2 separate regions of the Pan troglodytes genome follow, and region 1 is linked to region 2. Evidence: chromatin contacts called from public Hi-C data. All regions are on one chromosome and are shown on one strand. The core of a region is the stretch at or near the end of the contact, and the rest is flanking DNA. Distances in the headings are between cores, read along the strand shown.

What was found. A called contact is a pair of places that touch in the nucleus more often than the background predicts.
Region 1: a contact with region 2 is called in a Hi-C map of induced pluripotent stem cells, with 2.3 times the contacts expected there. The contact joins the promoter of PCED1A here to the enhancer-like site in region 2. A contact is called at or near these places in 4 of 7 Hi-C or Micro-C datasets (blood, induced pluripotent stem cells and stem cell-derived neural progenitor cells), 1 of 1 datasets of contacts at active chromatin or transcription factors (stem cell-derived excitatory neurons) and 1 of 1 other capture datasets (stem cell-derived neural stem cells).

Annotation. Positions count from the first base shown.
Region 1 is chr21:9,454,211-9,458,524 of NHGRI_mPanTro3-v2.0_pri, forward strand. It overlaps PCED1A (PC-esterase domain containing 1A), which reads right to left and starts at 1,917. Exons shown (of 8, transcript XM_009436715.4): 1 at 1,560-1,917; 2 at 483-627. The coding sequence starts at 606. VPS16 (VPS16 core subunit of CORVET and HOPS complexes) reads left to right here and starts at 1,372. Exons shown (of 24, transcript XM_009436712.4): 1 at 1,372-1,521. The coding sequence starts at 1,469.
Region 2 is chr21:9,390,200-9,394,853 of NHGRI_mPanTro3-v2.0_pri, forward strand. EBF4 (EBF family member 4) reads left to right here. Exons shown (of 17, transcript XM_054674381.2): 16 at 1,341-1,416; 17 at 1,701-2,530. The coding sequence ends at 1,411. Among named protein-coding and RNA genes, the nearest start is that of CPXM1, 26 kb to the right of the region's middle. Within about 2 kb of position 2,697, at least 1 of the 24 cell types and tissues checked has an H3K27ac peak or open chromatin away from gene starts, as enhancers often do. A contact at or near this core is called in induced pluripotent stem cells, where this site is marked.

The DNA of each region.
Region 1 (4,314 bases), core at 667-3,166, 63 kb after region 2:
CTCAGCCTGCCCCAGCTCCTTCCAAGTCCAGGACCCCATTTTCCCAGGGCTGAGGTGCCCGACACCAGCTCTGTGGTTGACTTAGACGCAGGAGAAAAGATGAGGTTAAAAAGTCCTGGCATTGCCTCTGTTCTGTGTGCCTCCTGGCCAGCAGTATACAGTGACCCAAGATCACCTGGCAGAAATTAAGTCGGCCAAGTCACCCAGGAGACACACTACACAATGCAACGCTTTCGTGATGGAAATTATGGGGAGCTGTCAGGGCGAGAAATGCTGAGCAAGGATGGGCTAAAAAGTGCACAGGTTATTACACCTGTCAGGACTCCTGTGGAAGATGTGTGGGACAGAAAAAGAGAAAACCTACTGGACGAGAACAGACCAGAAGACAGACAAGAGATGTGAGATGGAAACAAATGGTCCAGACACACTGAACGGGCTGCAAGGTGTGGGACTGGAAGCGTCACCCTAGAAGAGGCACTCACTGGAGTCCCCCAAGATGACCACGAACTTGTTGTGTAGCAGCTGCTGGACTTCCGAGGCCTGGAAGTGGACCATGTCGCTTCGCAGCGGGCGGCGCGGCTCCTCGCTCGACAGACAGAAGACCATGCCGCCACCAGCAACGACAGGCTGCAGGGAGAGGCCACTAAGCAGCGCGATGGTGGGGACTCTGGGCAGGTCAGCCTCAGGGCTAGCCCCTCCGGGGCTGCTCAATGCTAAAGGGAGGAGGTGACGGCAGCAGAGCCATGGCGGCGCCAGCCTTGGTCACACTTGGTACCAGAGGCAGGGGGTCGTCCAGCCAGCAGGCCTCCAGGGCACTGGGGAGCTTCCCGCGCGGCGCCGCCCTGCGCCTCGCCACGTGCCCGCCGCCGTCCCGCGCATGCGCGCACCCGCTCGCGCCAATTACCAAGTCCCGGGGCTCCGCGGTATTCACCCGCGACCCGGGTATGCCTGCGCACCGCGCGCCTGGCCCGCAGCGGGCTCCTAGCCAAGCCTCATGTTCCCGCGCCCCAGTCGGCCAGTCGGTTCTGCAAAGCTCCCGCCCCGCAGAGACCGTGGGTCCAGGTTAGCCGTCGGTGCACAGCCCAGCGCCCAGCGCTCTCCATGCGAGCGTCGCGGTGGCCCCGACGGCGCCTCAGGCCTCGGCGCCTCGGGCTGCGACGCTCACAGCTTCCACTTCCGTTCACCCATGTCCCGCCCTGAGCGACCCCCAGTGCCCGAAGGGAAAGCAAGGCGATCGAGGTGGCCGCCACAGGGCGCAGGAGCCAGGGCTGGGCCCACTTGGCGGGCGCGAAGCCCAGGTACGGGCTGGGGCCTCGGGGCGGCAGCCAAGTGAGGCTGCCCACAGTGGTGATGGCCGCGGCGGCGGCCTCGCCACGTGACCCGGACGGGCGGAAGCGGAAGTGCCGGCCTGGAGCCCGCTCTAGGTGGGTGTCCCCTCGGTGCTTCCCAGCTCCCGTCTGCACCAGCCATGGATTGCTACACGGCGAACTGGAACCCACTCGGGGACTCTGCCTTTTACCGGTGAGCTGCCCCGCTCTCCCGCCCACGGCCTGGCTTACCCTGCTCGCCCGCCGGCTGGAGTCTCCCGGCGGCGTTCGCCCCCGTCACTACTGGCGCTGGGGTCCGCCCCGCGCCGGCTTTCCCCGAGCGTCTGCCACTTAGCGCACTGCCGCCTTTGGGCAGGGAGCCGGGCCTTCCCCTGCTCCAGAAAAGGAAACTGAGGCAAGCACAGTGGTCACCCCGAAGCCCAGGTCTGTTAGCCTCCGGAAAGATGCTCAGATCTCGCTGAGGGAGGCAGCTCGCGGGTGACAGCGAGTGCCCAGTCTCCTGCCGGAAAGTGCTGCTGAAGTCAGACCACAGGGGCGCTCCGAGGGGGGCGGGATCGCACGGCGGGCGGGGTAACAGTGCTGACCAAGGCTGGGAAAAGGGGGCGAGTCGTCCGTGAATCCCGGAACAGCGGAAGTGGGAACCCCTGGGTTAGGGCAGCCCGCCCATGGGAGTTGTAGAGTCCTAAACCACGGATTTTTCTAAAGTGTAAACCCGTTACATCGTTACCCAGATTAGGATTTTCCCATAGCTTCCCTAATAGGAAAAACTACGAACTTCTCGTGGAACGTCTATCTGTAAGGCAGCCCGTTTGTCTCTCCAACCTCATCTACCGCTCTCCTACCCAAATCTTGCGTTCCAGCTGCGCAGAATTACAAGGCCCTAACCAGTCTGCAGTTTCTGTGGATACTGCCATTTCTCTCTTTATCTCACTGAAGAATTTTGCGCATCCTTCAGGACTTAGTAGTTCAAGGGTTCTTTCTGGAACTGTGCCTGATTCTCCCCCAGTAGAATCCTGTGGGCCTCACTGGGCCCAGTGCTAGGGTCTGTTAGGTATGGCCTATTTGTATATTTAGGCGACATTTGTATAGGTTTCTTCTGCTAAACCAGGCTCCTTCAGGGCTGAAAGCATTTTTTTTTTTTTTTTTTGACAGAGTCTTCCTCTGTTGCCCAGGCTGGAGTGCAGGGGCACTCGGCTCACTGCAACCTCCGCCTCCCGGGTTCAAGGGATTCTCCTGCCTCAACCTCCCGAGTGGCTGAGACTGCAGGCCCCTGTCACCACGCCCGGCTAATTTTTGTATTTTTTGCTAGAGGTGGGGTTTCACCATGGTGGCCAGGCTGGTCTTGAACTTCTGACCTTAAGCAATCTATCCACCTTGGCCTCCCAAAGTACTGGGATTACAGGCGTGAACCACTGAGCCCGGCCAAAAGCATGTTTCTTGCTTCTCTTTATCACCAGTGCATATTTAGAACAGTGCTTGCTATGTAATAATTGCCCGTTAAAGTTTTTAAAAAATATTTTACTGGGCCGAGCTTTGTGGCATGTTCCTATAGTCCCAGGTACTGGAGAGGCTGAGTTAGGAGGATCACTGGAGCCCAGAAGTTTGAGGGTATAGGGACCGATGATAGAACCTGTGAATAACCACTGCACTCCAGCCTGGGCAACATAGCATACTCCCTCTGAAAAATTAAAAATATTATTTTAGGCCAGGCGCAGTGGCTCATGCCTGTAATCCCAGCACTTTGGGAGGCCAAGGTGGGCGAATCACCTGAGGCCAGGAGTTTGAGACCAGCCTAACCAACATGGTCAAACCCTGTCTCTACAAAAATTAGCCGGGCATAATGGCAGGTGCTTGTAATCCCAGCTACTTGGGAGGCTGAGGCAGGAGAATCGCTTGAACCTGGGAGGCGGAGGTTGCAGTGAGCCGAGATAGCGTCATTGCATTCTAGTCCAGGCAACAGAGTGAGACTCCGTCTATATATAGATATATCTATCTATCTATCTATAGATAGATATAGATAGACATATAGATGTATCTATATATATATAGACATATAGATGTATCTATATATAGATAGACATATAGATGTATCTATAGATAGACATATAGATGTATCTATATAGACATATAGATGTATCTATATATAGATAGACATATAGATGTATCTATATATAGATAGACATATAGATGTATCTATATATAGATAGACATATAGATGTATCTATAGATAGACATATAGATGTATCTATCTATAGATAGACATAGATGTATCTATCTATAGATAGACATAGATGTATCTATCTATAGATAGACATAGATGTATCTATCTATCGACAGATAGATGTATCTGTATAGATAGACATAGATGTATCTATCTGTCGACAGATAGATGTATCTATCGATAGATAGATAGATGTATCTCTATCTATCGATAGATATATGTTATGGATTGCAAGTAAAGATCACAAAGACATTGCATGGGGGTCTTACTTAAATAGAAGACATTTGTTTGTGCTAATGAAACTGTATACCATTCTCATTGACATATTAAAACTTTTAAATGTAATTTTTGGTACCTAATGTGATATACTTCCTAGATGGACAAGTGCCCTGTGGCAGTTTTTAGAGACCTGTTGCATTTGTTGTTTATTTATAATTCTCTCTTAGAAATATGCCTGTGCAATTGGCCGAGCGTGGTGGCTCACGCCTGTAATCCCAGCACTTTGGGAGGCCGAGGCAGGCAGATCACGAGGTCAAGAGTTTGAGATCAGCCTGGCCAACATGATGAAACCCCGTCTCTACTAGAAATACAAAAATTTGCCGGGCATGGTGGCACACGCCTATAATCCCAGCTACTCGGGAAGCTGAGGCAGGAGAATTGCTTGAACCTGGGAGGCGGAGGTTGCGGTGAGCCAAGATCGCACCACTGTACTCCAGCCTGGGCAACAGAGCAAGACTCCATCTTGGGGAAAAAAAAAAAAGAAAA
Region 2 (4,654 bases), core at 1,447-3,946:
GGGAGGAATGCCCTAGATAGAGTAGACCTTAGGCCGAAGGTATGTGGGTGGGAAGGCAGAGATTTGGAGCCCACGTTCAAAACATTAAGAACATAACATGGCCAGATGCAGTGGCTCACACGTGTAATCCTAGCACTTTGGCAGGCCGAGGTGGGCAGATCGCTTGAGATCAGGAGTTCAAGACCAGTCTGGGCAACATGGCAAAACCTCGTCTCTAAAAAAAATACAAAAATGAGCTGGGTGTGGTGGCGCATGCCTGTAGTCCCAGCTACTCGGGAGGCTGAGGTGGGAGGATCACTTGAGACTGGGAGGTCAAGGCTGCAGTAAGCTGAGATTGCACCATTGCACTCCAGTCTGTCTAGCCTGGACAACAGAGCAAGACTCTGTCTCAGTAAATAAGTAAATAAATAAATAACATACAAATATATGCCAAAGATTTATTTAACTCATCAGTGAGGGAGCTAACAGGATGACAGAGCGGCTTAAAGGAGACAGTGAGAGACTGAAGCCAGTAAAACAAGGAGGGCTGAAATAAGATTGCTGGCTGCAAACTGCTTCTACAGAGCAATAAACTTGTAACCTTCCTCTGGGGACTGTCTTTTCTACCAATGAGAAGTCATCGGCCATTTCTCAGCCTCCTCCAAGTGAACATCCATCCAACCGAGCAAAGCCTGGGCCCTAGCCAGTAGCGTGAAGTCAAAAGACGTCACATGCCCCAGAATAAGATGACTCTTAAGATGGGCTTATTTGATAATGCTCTACGGTGGCTTTGAAAGGATACACAGTCACTTTTTTTGCCTTATTTCCAAGTTTTGGATAATTTTTCTTAGGTGTGTCTGGAGCTTAGAATGTGAAGGATGGAGAGAACAGAGGGTCACCAATTTCTCCTGCCAGCAAAGAGAACCATGGGAGGGGTCAGGTAGGGGTGGGGAGTGGTGGAGTGACGAACTTCGTAGGTGTGGGAGGCAGAGAGGATGCTGCTGTGGGTATGTCAGTCAGTACTCCTGGAGGCTGGCCTCTTTCCTTTTCTGCCCTGGTACATGGCCATGTGCTTGAGGAAGCAGATGGGCCCTCTGAAGGAGGCCACCCTGGGAGAAGGAGCCTGGGGTCGTCTCTCTCGAGGGAGGTAGGGAGCAAGGGCGTGGGCTGCATCCCCTGAGCATCTGAGAGGCACCCCTCACCCCAATCTGCAGTGCTGCCGTGGGCCAGGGCTAGGGATGGCTGACTGCCTTCAGAAAGTGCTATATCCCCTGCCTGCTGTCTCCAGCCCAGAGAGTGACAGGCAGGTGGCTTCCCAGGTGGCACATGGCTTATGGCTCCTTTTTCCTTGACTACTGCAGACCAGTCTTTTGAGGATTCTGACAAGTTCCACTCTCCAGCCCGGGGGCTTCAGGGCCTGGCGTACTCCTAATTACGGTAGGTCTCTGGCTGGGTCTGGCCCCCCCCTGCCCCACCTGGCCCTGAGATGTGCTTGCTCTCTAAGGGCCTTCATCCCGTGCTCAAGCCTCCCCGCTAGCAGCCCCACAGGGATGGGGAGCTGGGGTCCAAGTCTTCCTCCCCGGGGCCCATCTAGACAGCTTTCTGAGGTACTTAGCCCACCCCAGTAACCCAAGCTGACCAGATAGAGAGAAGTGGCTTCCTGTCCCCTGGCAGCCAGCCTTCCTCCCCGACCTTCTTCTCTCCCTCTCTCGCCCCACCAGGTCTGCAGCTGTTCCCATGGAGCCCGGACTGGAGGTCCCTCTGGGATTCACAGCCACACCCTGGATGGTGGCACAGACAGATGCAGGGCCAGGGCCATGGGCAGACCTCAACCCGTGAGCTGAACGGGGAGAGGCCTTCACCCCATGCTCAAGCCTCCCCGCTAGCAGCCCCACAGGCTTCTCTCGCCTCCCTGTCTTGGGGTAGTCAGAAGCCCCAGCACTGTGCAGATGCTCTTGGCAGGACAGCATCCCAGGGAGGTGCTGGGATTCTGGGCCTCACTGTCTGGGTCTTGGTTCCTCTGAAAGAGATGGATTTTGTGCAGACCAGGGTTGTTGAGTGAGGGGAGCGTGGGATGGGGACCGTGGGAAAGAGGACAGCTCAGGGAGAAGTGACCTGGAAAGGTCCTGTTTGCATCTGACCCATCTCAACTTGCCCAGCATCCCAACTTCTCTGCAGCGAAAGGGTGGAGCCCTGCAGCCTCGGGAGGCCTGCCCAGGCTCCCGTGGAGCTTCCAACAGCTGCTTGGCCCCGCAGCTGCCCCCACTTCCTTTGAGACCTGCACTCTCATGCTTGCCGCATCATGCCTCCCTGTGGGGGCTTTGGGCATGGAGGAGGCAGAAGAGGGGGTGCCAGGCCTCCTGTATTTGGGGTCTTCCCCCGGTGGATGTCTCATGGACTCTGGCCCCACACACTCACAATGACTCTGGCTGGCCCCATGCAGCGGGCCCAGGCGGCCTCACATTCTGCTCTGCTAAGTTTGGAGAAAACAGAACAATAAACCAGATGCAGGTGGTGCCCGCCCGGCCTCTCACCTGCCTCCTTGGTGTGAGTTTGCTTTTCTTAGCAGTTCAGCAGCTCTAGAGGAGGCTCCAAACCCTGCCCCCGGGGAGCCCTCTTGCGCCTCGGGCTTTTTAAGCAGCCCCAGAGTTTGACTAAAGCAAGTATTCCCTGCCCCACGTCTGTTCTTGGGGACTGTTGGGGGAGGGGGAGCAGGCTAGCAGGCCTGAGCTCTGCCTGGGAGCATAATAGGGCCGCTGAGGACTCAGCTGCCCAGCTCTCCAGTCAAGATCAAAGTGGTGGTTGTCAGGACATTGCTGAGAACCAGGACAGACCAAACCAAATATGACCCAGATGTCCAGAGGCTCAGAAATCAGATCCAATCCAACACAGAGGCTGCAGGGCCACGCCTGGGCTGGGTGGGGCAGCTTGTGGCTCCCAGGGCTGTTTATCTGAGCCACACCCCAATCCCATCCCACGGCCCCCACCCCCAGGCCTAGGCACCTTATGGCTCACCTGCCTCAGAGTTTGGGTGGAAGGAGGGTAAGGAGGCAGGATTCCTATGCCCATTCACTCCACCACCCACCCCTCTAGGATGAGTCCCAGTTGTCCCCCTGAGATATGTCCCCTGGACGATGGTCTGGCTGTCTGACCCTGAAAGCCACTTTGTTGACCCATGATCCGGTGAGCCCTGTGTCTAGCCCCAGGCCTCAGGCTTTCCTCTTTCTCTTCCTGGCCCTGCTCCTGGGCTCTGGCCTCTGGACACCCTGGCCCTTTCAACCCATGCGTCCATGACCTGCAAATGCAGCCTTCTGGACAGGCACACTTGCCAGGGCACATGGGCTGGTCCTGTCTTTCAGAGGCCTCTACTTCTTTCTCTGGTGTCCTTGGCTAGCACCTGGGATTCATCTCTCCTGGACACAGGGCAAGAGGTCATGCTGCCTTCTGGTCATCCTGTCCCATTCTCAGTGCTTGCGTGGCCTCCCACTCAGAGCACCAAAGCCTGCCTGCCCACGCCCTGCTTTATTTGGCTCTGAGCAGCTCCCATTGCCCAGGGCCCTCCCAGCTGAGGCCCTGCAAAGTTCTAATCTGCACTGGACACAGGTGATAACTGGATAGTGGTCACACTCTGGTTCCCAGGATGGGTCAGGTGCCATGGTGGATATAAATGAGACATGATGTCTGTCCCTAACAATCCCACAGTGCTGCTCAAGCCACCATTTGAGTCCAAACTGTCCTTTTCCTTCATCCACGGCAGACATAGCTAACCAGTTACCATGTTTGCAATGGCCTGGATTGTGCCTCCCTAAAATCCATATGTTGAAGCATTAACCTCCCATGTGACTGTATTGAGGATGGAGCCTTTAAGGAGGTGATTAAGGTTGGACGAGGTCATCAGAGTAGAGTCTTGATCCAATAGAAGTTGTGGTCTTATAAGAAGAGGAAGAGACACCAGAGTGCGCTCTCTCTGTCAGGTAAGGACACAGAGAAGGCAGCCGTCTGCAAACCAGGAAGAGAGCCCTCACCAGGAATCAAATCAACTGGCACCTTGGCCTGTGACTTGCGGCCTCTAGGACTGTAAGAAAGCAAAATTCTGTGGTTTAAGCCACCCAGTCCATGGCATTTTGTTATGGTAGCCCAAGCAAACTAATACAACATTTTTTTTTCCATCTGTGAGCTGAGGGCTGCCTCCAGGAAATTAACCCTTTAGTGTTTCTGGCCTGCCCCTCCCACCTACACGGAGGAAAAATCACCAGTTAGGCTTTGTTGTAGAATATTGTCAGCAAATTCTGGGACAGTAATCCGAGATGATGTGGACAGGGCACCAAGAGCCTCTGCTATGCCACAAAACCACCGTGATGACAGATCATTTTCAACGAAGCTACTGATCAGAGTTGTTATTTGAGATGAAAACTATTAGCCAAGTCAATATCACACCAGGCCTTCTTGTAGTCTATAATCAGTGAGGAGCAAGTCAAACTGCTGACCATGAGTCAGTACAAGACCGGCCCACCAGCAAACCGGGGCCTGTGTCTGGGTCTGCGGCACCTTCTGCAAAGCAACTGGGGCATCTTCTGGGCCTTGCAAATGGAACACCTTTCAGACTTCCCACATCCTGTAGTCAAAGAGGTTCCATTCTCGATAGCACCAGCAATCCTCAGTCTGAGGATGACAT